Linked DNA regions of Mus musculus: region 1 is linked to region 2. A link is a contact called in public Hi-C data. All regions are on one chromosome and are shown on one strand. The core of a region is the stretch at or near the end of the contact, and the rest is flanking DNA. Distances in the headings are between cores, read along the strand shown.

Evidence for each region. Hi-C and Micro-C count contacts between places; a contact is called where the count stands out from the background.
Region 1: a contact with region 2 is called in a Hi-C map of bone marrow-derived macrophages, with 22 read pairs. The contact joins the enhancer-like site here to the promoter of AI839979 in region 2. A contact is called at or near these places in 1 of 484 Hi-C or Micro-C datasets (bone marrow-derived macrophages) and 7 of 115 datasets of contacts at active chromatin or transcription factors (CD8 T cells, the NIH/3T3 cell line, double positive thymocytes and 4 more).

Annotation. Positions count from the first base shown.
Region 1 is chr5:32,102,242-32,107,504 of GRCm38.p6, reverse strand. No RefSeq gene overlaps it. Among named protein-coding and RNA genes, the nearest start is that of Gm51292, 12 kb to the right of the region's middle. Within about 2 kb of position 3,219, at least 91 of the 459 cell types and tissues checked have an H3K27ac peak or open chromatin away from gene starts, as enhancers often do. A contact at or near this core is called in CD8 T cells, bone marrow-derived macrophages, memory CD8 T cells and 1 more, where this site is marked.
Region 2 is chr5:31,570,088-31,574,997 of GRCm38.p6, reverse strand. It overlaps AI839979 (expressed sequence AI839979), which reads left to right and starts at 3,601. Exons shown (of 3, transcript NR_102275.1): 1 at 3,601-3,814; 2 at 4,079-4,198; 3 at 4,568-4,910.

The DNA of each region.
Region 1 (5,263 bases), core at 1,970-4,469, 530 kb before region 2:
TCGGTCCTAGGCTCATGTGCTCTTTTACAGGCTGTCAATGTGAAATATTTTACATCTTTAAAACAGCAGAGCCAAGTGGGCGAATGAATGGTAGCATTGCCTAGGTACAAAGTAGGTGAGAAGCACTGTTCTGAGCATTTTAGAGGAGTGACTTACTTAAGCCTCCTAACAGCAACCTGAGGAACATGCTGGTATCCTGTTCACACTCAAAGAGCTAAAGCAGATGGAAAAAGAGCTCACTCAAGGTCATACAACCAGTTAGCACGAGAGCCAGGCAGCTTGCTTCTCATTGGCAGTCTCGGCAGCCTCTGAGGATGAATGAATGAATGAATGAATGAATGAATGAATGATGAGACAGTGATGCGCCTGGGGTACTGTGCTAGTGCTGAAGAGGCAGGGCTGACGGTGGTGATGATGGCGTTAGTGTTGATAGAGATGGTAAGGAAGACATCATCCCAGTCCTGCTGCTTCCAGCTTTCCCCTGAGAGTGTTTTGTTCAGGCACAAACATGAAGCAGCTGATGTGGTGGGAAGAGTCCTGGGCTCTGGCTTTGCCTGTGGCCTTGGATAAACTCGCTGTCCTCTCTTGGCCCCACTCGCTGCATATAAGGAACAGTTAGTGAGATCAGATTTGGGAGGCCTTTCAGCTTAGACACCCCATGCCTCTCCTTGCAGATGAAGCAAACTGTGAGTTGCTGGCAGTCTGGTCATGGAGAGATGGGAAGTCAGGCTCCAAGCTTATTCTAGAGGATCTTGGAGTAAGGAGAGGGTACACACCTCACCCCTGTGCCTGCCTTCAATCACCCTGACCTTTGCCCCAAAATAGCTGGGGCACAGCCTGGTCCTCAGAGCTGGGAATGTGCCAGCGGCCAGCTGACTTTTCATTTTACAACCAAAGATGCAGAAGCCAGGGAGCAGAACAGAAAATCCCAGGCCTTGTAACAACTTTGCCTCTCTGTCAGCCCTTTCTACCACCCCTCACTCATTTCTAAAGTCTCAGCAACCAGGCATAAGGGTGTGTCCTAATCCAAGTTTCAGGAAAAGAAGTTGTGGAGCATCTAGATGGTTTGACTTTTCCTTCAGGACTTTGTGTCACCCTGGACCACAGTCAGCAAACCATCACTGGGGCCCTAACCCAGTGAACCATTGGTTTGGAGTTACGGTTAATTATAACTAATTCTCCTAAGGTCCTGGTCTTGGGAAAGGACAATACGTGTCCTTCTGACCATGACCTCTGGCTCTGAGGACTGTGACCCAGCTCCATCTCATCCCTCACAATGCTCCACAGCCCAGGCTTGCCCTCTTCCCAGAGCTGGTTGTATCTTAGGGATGATTGATGGAAACTTCATGGTAGGATTGTGCTGCCGTTTGAATGTGGTTTGTTCTTCTCAAACTCATGTTGAAATTTAAATTGCTTTATAAGGCAGTTTAAGGTGGGTCCAGATAGGACCTTTAAGAGGGAACTAGGGATCTCCTCTCATGAGCCATCCATGTGACCAATGGGTTATCTCTTGATCAGTGCTTCTCAACCTTCCTAAAGCTGTGACCCTTTAAGGCACTTCCTCATGTTGTGCTGACCCCCAACCATAAAATTATTTTTGTTGCTACTTCATAACTGTAGTTTTGTTACTGTTATGAATTGTAGTGTAAATGTCCCTAATAGTCTTAGGCAACCCCTGTGAAAGGTATTTTGACCTCCAAAGGGGTCAATGGTCCACAGGTTGAGAACCACTGCTCCACTATGCCTATATCAGCCATTTTTTCCTAGGTCTCTTACCATGTGGTGTCCTGTGCTACTTCAAGATTCTTCTGCAACAAAGCCATCCTTAGATGTGGCCCTGTGGTCTTAGACCAGAGCATGAGCCTGAATTTACATCTTCTTTATAACATACGCAGTCTATGCCATTGTATCATTAGCACAATAGATTAAGGAAATGGAGTAAGGAGGTGGAGTATGGAGATTAATAAGGACATGGAGTAAGGAGACATGGGCTAAGGAGATGGAATAAGGACATGGAGTAAGGAAATGGAGTAAGGTGATGGAGTAAGGAGATGGAGTAAGGTGATGGAGTAAGGAAACGGAGTAAGGTGATGGAGTAAGGAGATGGAGTAAGGAGATGGAGTAAGGAAACGGAGTAAGGTGATGGAGTAAGGAAACGGAGTAAGGTGATGGAGTAAGGAAACGGAGTAAGGAGATGGAGTAAGGAGATGGAATAAGGAGATGGAGTAAAGAGTTGAACTAAGGACATGGAGTAAAGAGATGGAGTAAGGACACAGACTAAGGACAGGAAGTAAGGACACGGACTAAAGAGATGGACAAGAAGCTAGTAGCGGTGATGGGGAGGGAGACCCCACAGCAATGGAAGAGCCCTGTCTTCTCTTGCTATGTGGTCCTGGCTACATCCTTTTCTTTCTGTGGCTCCAGCTATCAGTAAGGGGCAGGACTTGGGTATGGGGTCTAGATAGTCCTTCATGCTCTAATATTGGAGGATTTTACCACAGGCTGTTTATCTTATAAAAGTAAAGAATTAACAAGAAGAAATACACCCATGAGGCAGAGCATTTGAAGGTTAAAAAGGCCAGGTTTGCCAAGGGCAGCAGACTTCTCTTGGGGGACAGGTAGCAGATGGGAACTGGAGCTCAAAGTGGGAGCCAGTCACACAGGACTCAAGCTGTCACCTGCAGCCTGGTGCCAAATAAGCTTTTTGTGGAGAGTTGAAAGCCCAGACCGGGGAGCCACCAGCCTCCTGCTGCTCACTGGTGCGTGGGGTCCCATCTCAGGAGGTCATGGAGAGATGGCAAGAGTCATTGACAGCGTGTGTTGTCCAGTTTGTCATTCTTGTCACCCCTCTTACGCCATGGCAAACATGATCTTGAATTCTACAGAGGTCCACTGGGGAACTTGTACATACTGCATCCCCTAGGCATCCCTGCTTGGCAGGTGACTTGCCACACAGAAAACCAAAGATCCCACACCATCCATTTGTCTGCCGAGCCTGGCCTCTGCGGCTAGCACGTCTGGGAACACCTTCCTCCTCAGAGTTTCATGTTAAAAATCTAGTTGCCGTCCCTGCCTGCCTCTAACCAGAAGGACACAGACTCTCTGTGCCTTCTGTATTTCAACAAAATGACTTTTGCTGAAAAGCAAAGCTCACCAGAGCACCCAGCCTTGCGGTTTACCTCATGACATCATTTCCCTTCCTCTAGATGAACCAGAAGAGGCCAAGAGCTCAAAGTTTCAGCTGGCTTCGGGGAAGCAATGCCATCTCTGACTCAGGGTGGAAGGTTCAGAGAAGACATTTGGGGCTGTGGGATAAGGAAAAGGATCCTCAGACTCCGCCCTGATGCAGGTGATCTGGAATGCCCGAAGGGAAGGCTGCCTGGCCCCTAGTTTGTAGAAGGTTAGCATAGGATGCTCTAAACATGAGGGTTCGACATGCCCATGAGAAACCTTCATGGGGGCATCAGCACCCAGAGTCCTAACCTGAAGAGCTGGAGTGTTACCCTTGGCCACCTCAGGGTTCTGGGGGTAGGGTCCTGGGCCTTTGGCCACCTCCTACAGAAAGAGACTGGAAGACACCTAAGTCTGGAGAGTACAGCTCTCAGCCTCCCTTTCCCAAGTCTCCAGAGAACTGCATCTGTTCAGAGATAATGACAGGAGCAGTGACCACTGCCATGGTAACATCTGTACATGATCACTCTCCTTGCTGAATATCCCAGTGTGACCAGCCCCAGACTCACCAAGTCATCAAGTCATGCACAGCTCATTCTCAGAGCAATCCAATAATTGGCCTTTATTTCTCCTCTTTAATAAGGCTTCAGCTGTCAGAAACTAGCCAACTAGGATTGGAATCAGGTCCTGACCACAAGGGACCAGGGACTCAGAATATGCAAAAGGAGGCGTATTCCAGAAAGATGTGTGCATGTGTGAAGGGCAGAATGCAGGAGATCCAGAGCTCTGGATAGGACCTGGGTGGGATGGTAGGTGGGATGTAGACTGGAGAGCAGGGGGAGGGGGAGGCATGGGCTCAGCTTGAGCTACTAGCTAGGAGTGGAACTCTTGATGCTGGTGATATGTTACCATTGCGACAGATGATCCAGGGAGACACAGGTCAGAGCAGGTCAAAGCAGCGCTAGGCCTCAGTTCTGGCAGGCCTTCTTTCAGAGGCCAGTGTTCACGGGAGCCAGTCCAAGCGGGAGCTGTGTCAGTATCTTCTGCTCCAATTTATTCTCCTGCCTCTCTCCCTGTGGCCCTGATGCGTGCCATGGTCAGCTGTTGGGGCTTAGCAGTCCAGAGAAGAAGACCTGTACAACTTGGAGACAGTGGGTTTAGCTTAAGCCAAGCAGATAGAGTCCATGTGGGTGGTCTCCAGGACAGCCTGGGAGGAAACCAGGCAGGGTGGCTCCATCCTTGGCGAGGATTCTACAACTCATCTGGAGCAGGCACATCCACATTGTTGACTGGCTGTAGGGCCAGACTCCCAGGGTGCTGTCTCAAGCCATTGTTGGATGTCAGGAGCCATTCAGAAGTGGCCCCTGCTGCCCACAAACATCCTTGATAGCTCTCTGACCCATCTCCAGCCAGTGTCTCCTCTCACCAGTCAGTCTTCGGTACCACCACCAACAGCAGTTGGGGTTCATTTAATTGCCTCTGTGGCCTCACAATGAAGACAGGCAGGACCCTGAGCTGGACCATGAGACCCAGGGGTGACTTGGAGGTGAAGAAGAGACATTGGCAAGGGCAGTGATGCCTGAGCAAGAGCCCAGGGGACAGTGCAGAAACCCAGCTCTCCCTCCTAACACCCTTGGCAAGAGGCCCAGGCTCGGAGCTGGCCGCACAGGCTGATTCGTGACTGAGAAGCTGCTTAGGGGTAGGAGGGGCCTGGGAAAATCAAATTGCTGGGGTTTTGAGGCCCCGTGGGGCCTGCTCAAGCTGTGTGTGGCAGCTAAGGGCCTGGGGGGGGGCACGAGAAAGCCCTTTTCTTCATTAAGCAAGTGGGTGGAGATTGAAGTATAAACTGGAATACCTTCCCACTTGGGCTGGGACTGGGGATTCTGGAGAAGGGGCGCTCAGGAGAAGCAGGCTTGCCTCTTGGGTCTTTCAGAGACTCCTGCTCTGTTCCCTGCCATGGTAACTGATCAGTTCTGGAGATTTCTCTTTGTTGTCTAGTGGCCCAGGCATCCCACTGCAGTCGCTAGCTCCGGAACTTGAGAGGAGCCAGGCTCTCTCCCCACCCCCAGGTTACCACTGTCATCTCTACAAA
Region 2 (4,910 bases), core at 2,352-4,851:
GCAGAGGCAGAGGCAGAGGCAGAGGCAGAGCCAGGGGGATCTCTGTAAGTTCCCCTGGGCTACACAGCAAGTTCCAGGACAACCAGAGATGCATAGTGAAACCTTGTCTCAAAATAAATAAATAAAATCTCAAAAAAAAAATTAGAAGTAGAAAATCAGATCTGATATGATGGCTTATGGCCGAAGTTCCTGAACTTGGGAAATAGAAACAGAAGGAACACCACAAATTTAAGGCTAGCCAGGTATGCATGATGAGGTCTGTTGTCCCTCTCAGAAAAAAGAAAGTTTAATTATTTGATAATTTCTGTTTATTTTCCGTTCTATTTATTCCAGAAATAAAGCATATTACAGAAGCAATAAAAATGCTATATTAATTTCAGCATACCAGGATAATCACCAATGCCATTCATAATTATATTTTGTAACTTTTTACACAACTATAATCACATAATATAAATAATTTTATGTACCTTCTTCATTTGCTCTTATGTTCTACTTCTATCTTTGTTATTTTTTTAAAAAGATTTTATTTTATGTATAAGGGTTACACTGTAGCTGTTTTCAGACACACCAGAAGAGGGCATCAGATCCCATTACAGATGGTTGTGAGCCACCATGTGGTCGCTGGGAATTGAACTCAAGACCTCTGGAAGGGCAGTCAGTGCTCTTAACCACTGAGCCATCTCTCCAGCCCTGTCTTTGTTATTTTTAATGGCTGTATATTATCCCAGCAAGAAGAGAGTCTTATTTTTTTTCATGGCTTATTTGCCCATTCAAATCATACCCCAGCATTAGATCTTAAGGTGCTACATGTTGCTTTTTCAATTGTTTCGGCCTTTGGGATTCTGTAGCTGATAACATTTTGAAGTCAGCACATATATGTTAGCAAATTTCGTGAAGATGGAATGACTCAGCCTCTTACCTGTACAAGCTATTCTTACTGTATATTTTTCTTTTCATTGCCAGGAAGGCTTAAAGAAAACAGCTTCAATTTCAATGTGTGACCACAATGTTTATGGTTACACCTTCTGACCTATCTGCTCTACTACAGACTCACAGTGATAACCATGAGTATGTCCTGATGTCTGTCAAGACATAACCGGGGACTATGATCGGGAGACTAAGAACCTTAAACAAAACATGTTCAAAGTCCATGGAGAGGATTATGGGAAGGGCTTCCTTTAAGTCATGTTTAGCTATTTATAGTTACCAGGTATTACTGTAGTTAGAAAAATGGCCAGATCTAGTTAATCTGGAGGAAAGAAATTGCAAACAGTAGCACCCCAGTTTCATTTGCAAGAGTGAGCTGGACGTGGGCTTTAGAATCCTACAGAAGCCTGACATGACCATGAGTTTTCTGTCAAACTGAGGAATCATCATTTACATGAGATAATGTCTTTAGAATCATAAGACTACAAAAAAAAAAAAAAAAGAAAAGAAAAAGAAATCATAAGACACTAACCCTAAAGTAACATCAAGGCGTTCAGGCACCAGCATTGCACATGTGTGTGGGTGGTGCACTAGGATAAATGAATCCATCCTTCTGCAGAGAGTGCTGAGGGCACACAGTGTCTGACACTGGCCCAAGCACTTGTTTTCACTAGAACAACTGCTGGTGGGGTGGGGAGGTACTCAAACAAGTGACAACAAGAATATGGCATTGCTGTCCTTGCTGAGGTGGTGGCTGCTTCTGTTGCTGCTGCTTTCTTCTTCTTCTTCTTCTTCTTCTTCTTCTTCTTCTTCTTCTTCTTCTTCTTCTTCTTCTTCTTCTTCTTCCTCTTCCTCTTTTTCTTCCTTCTCCTTCTTCTCCTCCTCCTCCCCTTCTTCTTCTTCTTCTTCTTCTTCTTCTTCTTCTTCTTCTTCTTCTTCTTCTTCTTCTTCTTCTTCTTCTTCTTCTTCTTCTTCTTCTTCTTCTTCTTCTTTCTCTCTCTCTCTCTCTCTCTCTCTCTCTCTCTCTCTCTCTCTCTCTCGATATATATCAGGATGACCTTGAATTTGTGGCTATGCTCCTGCTTCTGCCTCCAGGGTGCAGAGTACTGGGATTGCAAGCATGTACCATGATACTTAGCTAGAAATTTTTATTTGTTTTTTGAGACTGGGTTTCTTTATGTAGCCCTGGCTGTCCTGGAACTTACCATGTAGACCAGGCTCCAATTCAGAGATCCACCTGCTTCTCCATGCTTTGCTTTGGGGATTCTTCTCTTTTCTCTTCTTTTTTTTTTCTTCTTTCCTTTTAAAATGTATATGAGCACACTGTTGCTGGCTTCCAACATATCAGAAGAGGTCATCAGATCTCATTAAAGGTGGTTGTGAACATATGTGGTTGCTGGGAATTGAACTCAGGATCTCTGGAAGAACAGTTAGTGCTCTTAACTGCTGAGCCATCTCTCCAGCCCCACCTAGGGAATTTTTAATAATTGAAATTACCCAACATATGTAATGGAATGTCTCATGCTTACATTCAGAAAAGAAATAATAAAAAACAAATCTTGTTACGAAGAAAACCGGGTATGGAAATACCAAGTCAATGAACTTGGTCCAAGTTCAAGGTCAGTAGAGGGGCTGCACTCCCTGTGCCTCGATCCCAGCCCTTCTACTCTTACAAACATGCAGCATGCCTACTACTCCGACTTTTCTTTCCTTTGTTTTTAAAGACAGGGTCTCACTATGTAGCCTTGGCTAGCCTGGAACTCACCATGTAGACCAGGATGGACTCTTAACTCCTAGAGATCATCTGCCTCTACCTAGTGCTAAGATTAAAGACATCCTCAGTGTCCCCCATCCTCCAGTGTCCCCATCCTCCAGTGTCCCCCATCCTCCAGTGTCCCCCATCCTCCAGCTCACCTGCTGCATCTGAGTTCCCACTGTAAAGGAGATCACAGATGTTTCCCCACTCGGGGTTGGTGAAGGTTAAGGGGAGCATCAGAGAGACCTTAAGTCTGGTTCTCACCGACTTTATACCTTGCCCAATGGCACATGCCAGCATGAGAAACACGGAAATTTGGCAAACCATGCAATCTACCAGGAACTCAGCTGTGAAGGGAGAGACAGTCCAAGATTGCCTGCAAAGTTTCTGCTTCCTCTCAAGCCCTCCAGAGGCCCCAGAGGAAGGAGTCCTGACCCTGCCATCTTCCTTAGACTCCAGGGCCTCCTTTTCTCTAAAGAGGCGTGGAGGGTGCTGAGTGTGGGGTGAAGGGGAGATCAGTGCAGCCAGGCTGCAGTCAGGCACAGGAGGCTGACCTTCAGTTAGCTGCTGCTAGACTGAGCTCCCACTAGTTACCTAGGAAGGCACCCAAAAGCACCGGGAGGCTGGGGGGCGGCGGGTTGGGGCAGAGACCACCCAGGAGAAATGAAGGGCTTGGTGTGGGGAGGGAAAGGAGGAAGCGGGGTGGGGGCAGTATCAGAGAAGAAGGGGCACTAGAGAGTGAGGAAAAAAGCAGAAGTCATTGTGTGGGGAGAAGGTTGAGGGATGATGCCGAAAAAGAGGAAGGGGTCAGCGGTGGCGGTAAGACTTTGGAGAAGGAAGGAGAAAGTCGAGAGGGAGGGAAGAGGAGGCGGTCCTGATTCTCCACTTTACTGCCCATTCCTTCTCCCTTGCTGAAACATCCAGCCGGTGCCTTTGTGGCCTCTTGGGCTGGGTTGCAATCTCATGCCAACCCGCTTGCCGGTTGTCAGGAGGCCTCTGGGGAGGACGCTGCAGGAGCCTCAAACGCCACCTACTCCCGGCCTCTCTCCCGGTTGATGTTTCTATTTTGGGCACCACATTATTTCCTGCTGTGATTTTTTTTTTCAGGCTTCTAATTCAGGCTCTGAGGTAAGCTGTGACATCCGCTCGTGCCCGCAGGCCCCTCCCGCACACTGCTTGTCCTCCTGGGGCGCGGGCACCCCTCAGGCCCAGCAGCAGTCCAGCCACTGCGGGGAGTCTTGGCAGGGCCTGCCTAAAAATAAGCTTTCGGATTTCCCCTCCCCCTGGTAGGGCAAAAGGAGGCTAGCTGGAATAGATTTCTAGGCAAGGATTTGAGGGGGTGATGGAGTGAGGTTGACAGGGACCTGCTATAAACTGTGCCATTGTGCCTAGGAATGGGAGTCCAACGCTTCCGTGTCCGAAGTCTGTTTAACTATATTTGGACAATGACCCTTTAGAGATGCTGATAAAGGCTACACAGAATCCCAGAAACTGTCCACAACAAACTCACAGGTAGGTTCCTGGTAATTTTGGGTTTGTGCACTTCCTTGAGTCGGGGAGCCCTTGTTCAAAGCCCTGGGTATGCATGGACGCCTCCCTCCCTGATCTCTCCTCTCAACCTCAGTATGCCTCATTATATTTAATCAATATGTGCTTAAAAAGAAGAAGTCTCTGTATGTGCAAGTACTTCAAGCACAGGCAGATTATAAGCTATGTCCTTAGGGAAACAACAGCCTCTTAAAACTGTCTTCTGGTTTACTCCCAAGGACCTGCTGGCCATCTGGCAGTGAGGGCACCCACTGCATTGGGTTCTGGCAGATTTAAGTTCCGAACTCAATTAAGTAGGCTCTGTTTTTGTTTTTCCTGACTTCTCTCTCACAGCAGACAAAATGGTAAAGCTCCCGGGAGTCTCACCCATCCCAGTCCATGGGGGTGACTTTAGCTGAGACTCCTAGCAGTGAGGATATGGAGCCTGTTGTGCTTGTAGACAGGAGCCTAGCATAACTCCTCTGACAGCTACCCAGCAGCTGACTGAAACAGATGCTGAGTCCCACAGTCAAACATTAAATGGAGCTTGGGGACTCTTGTGGAAGAGTTGTGGGAAGGATTGCAGGCCCTGAAGGAAATAGGAACTCTACAAGAAGACCAACAAAGTCAACTAACCTGGACCACTAGGGGCTCCCAGAAACTGAACCATCAACCAAAGAGCATACACAGGCTGGAC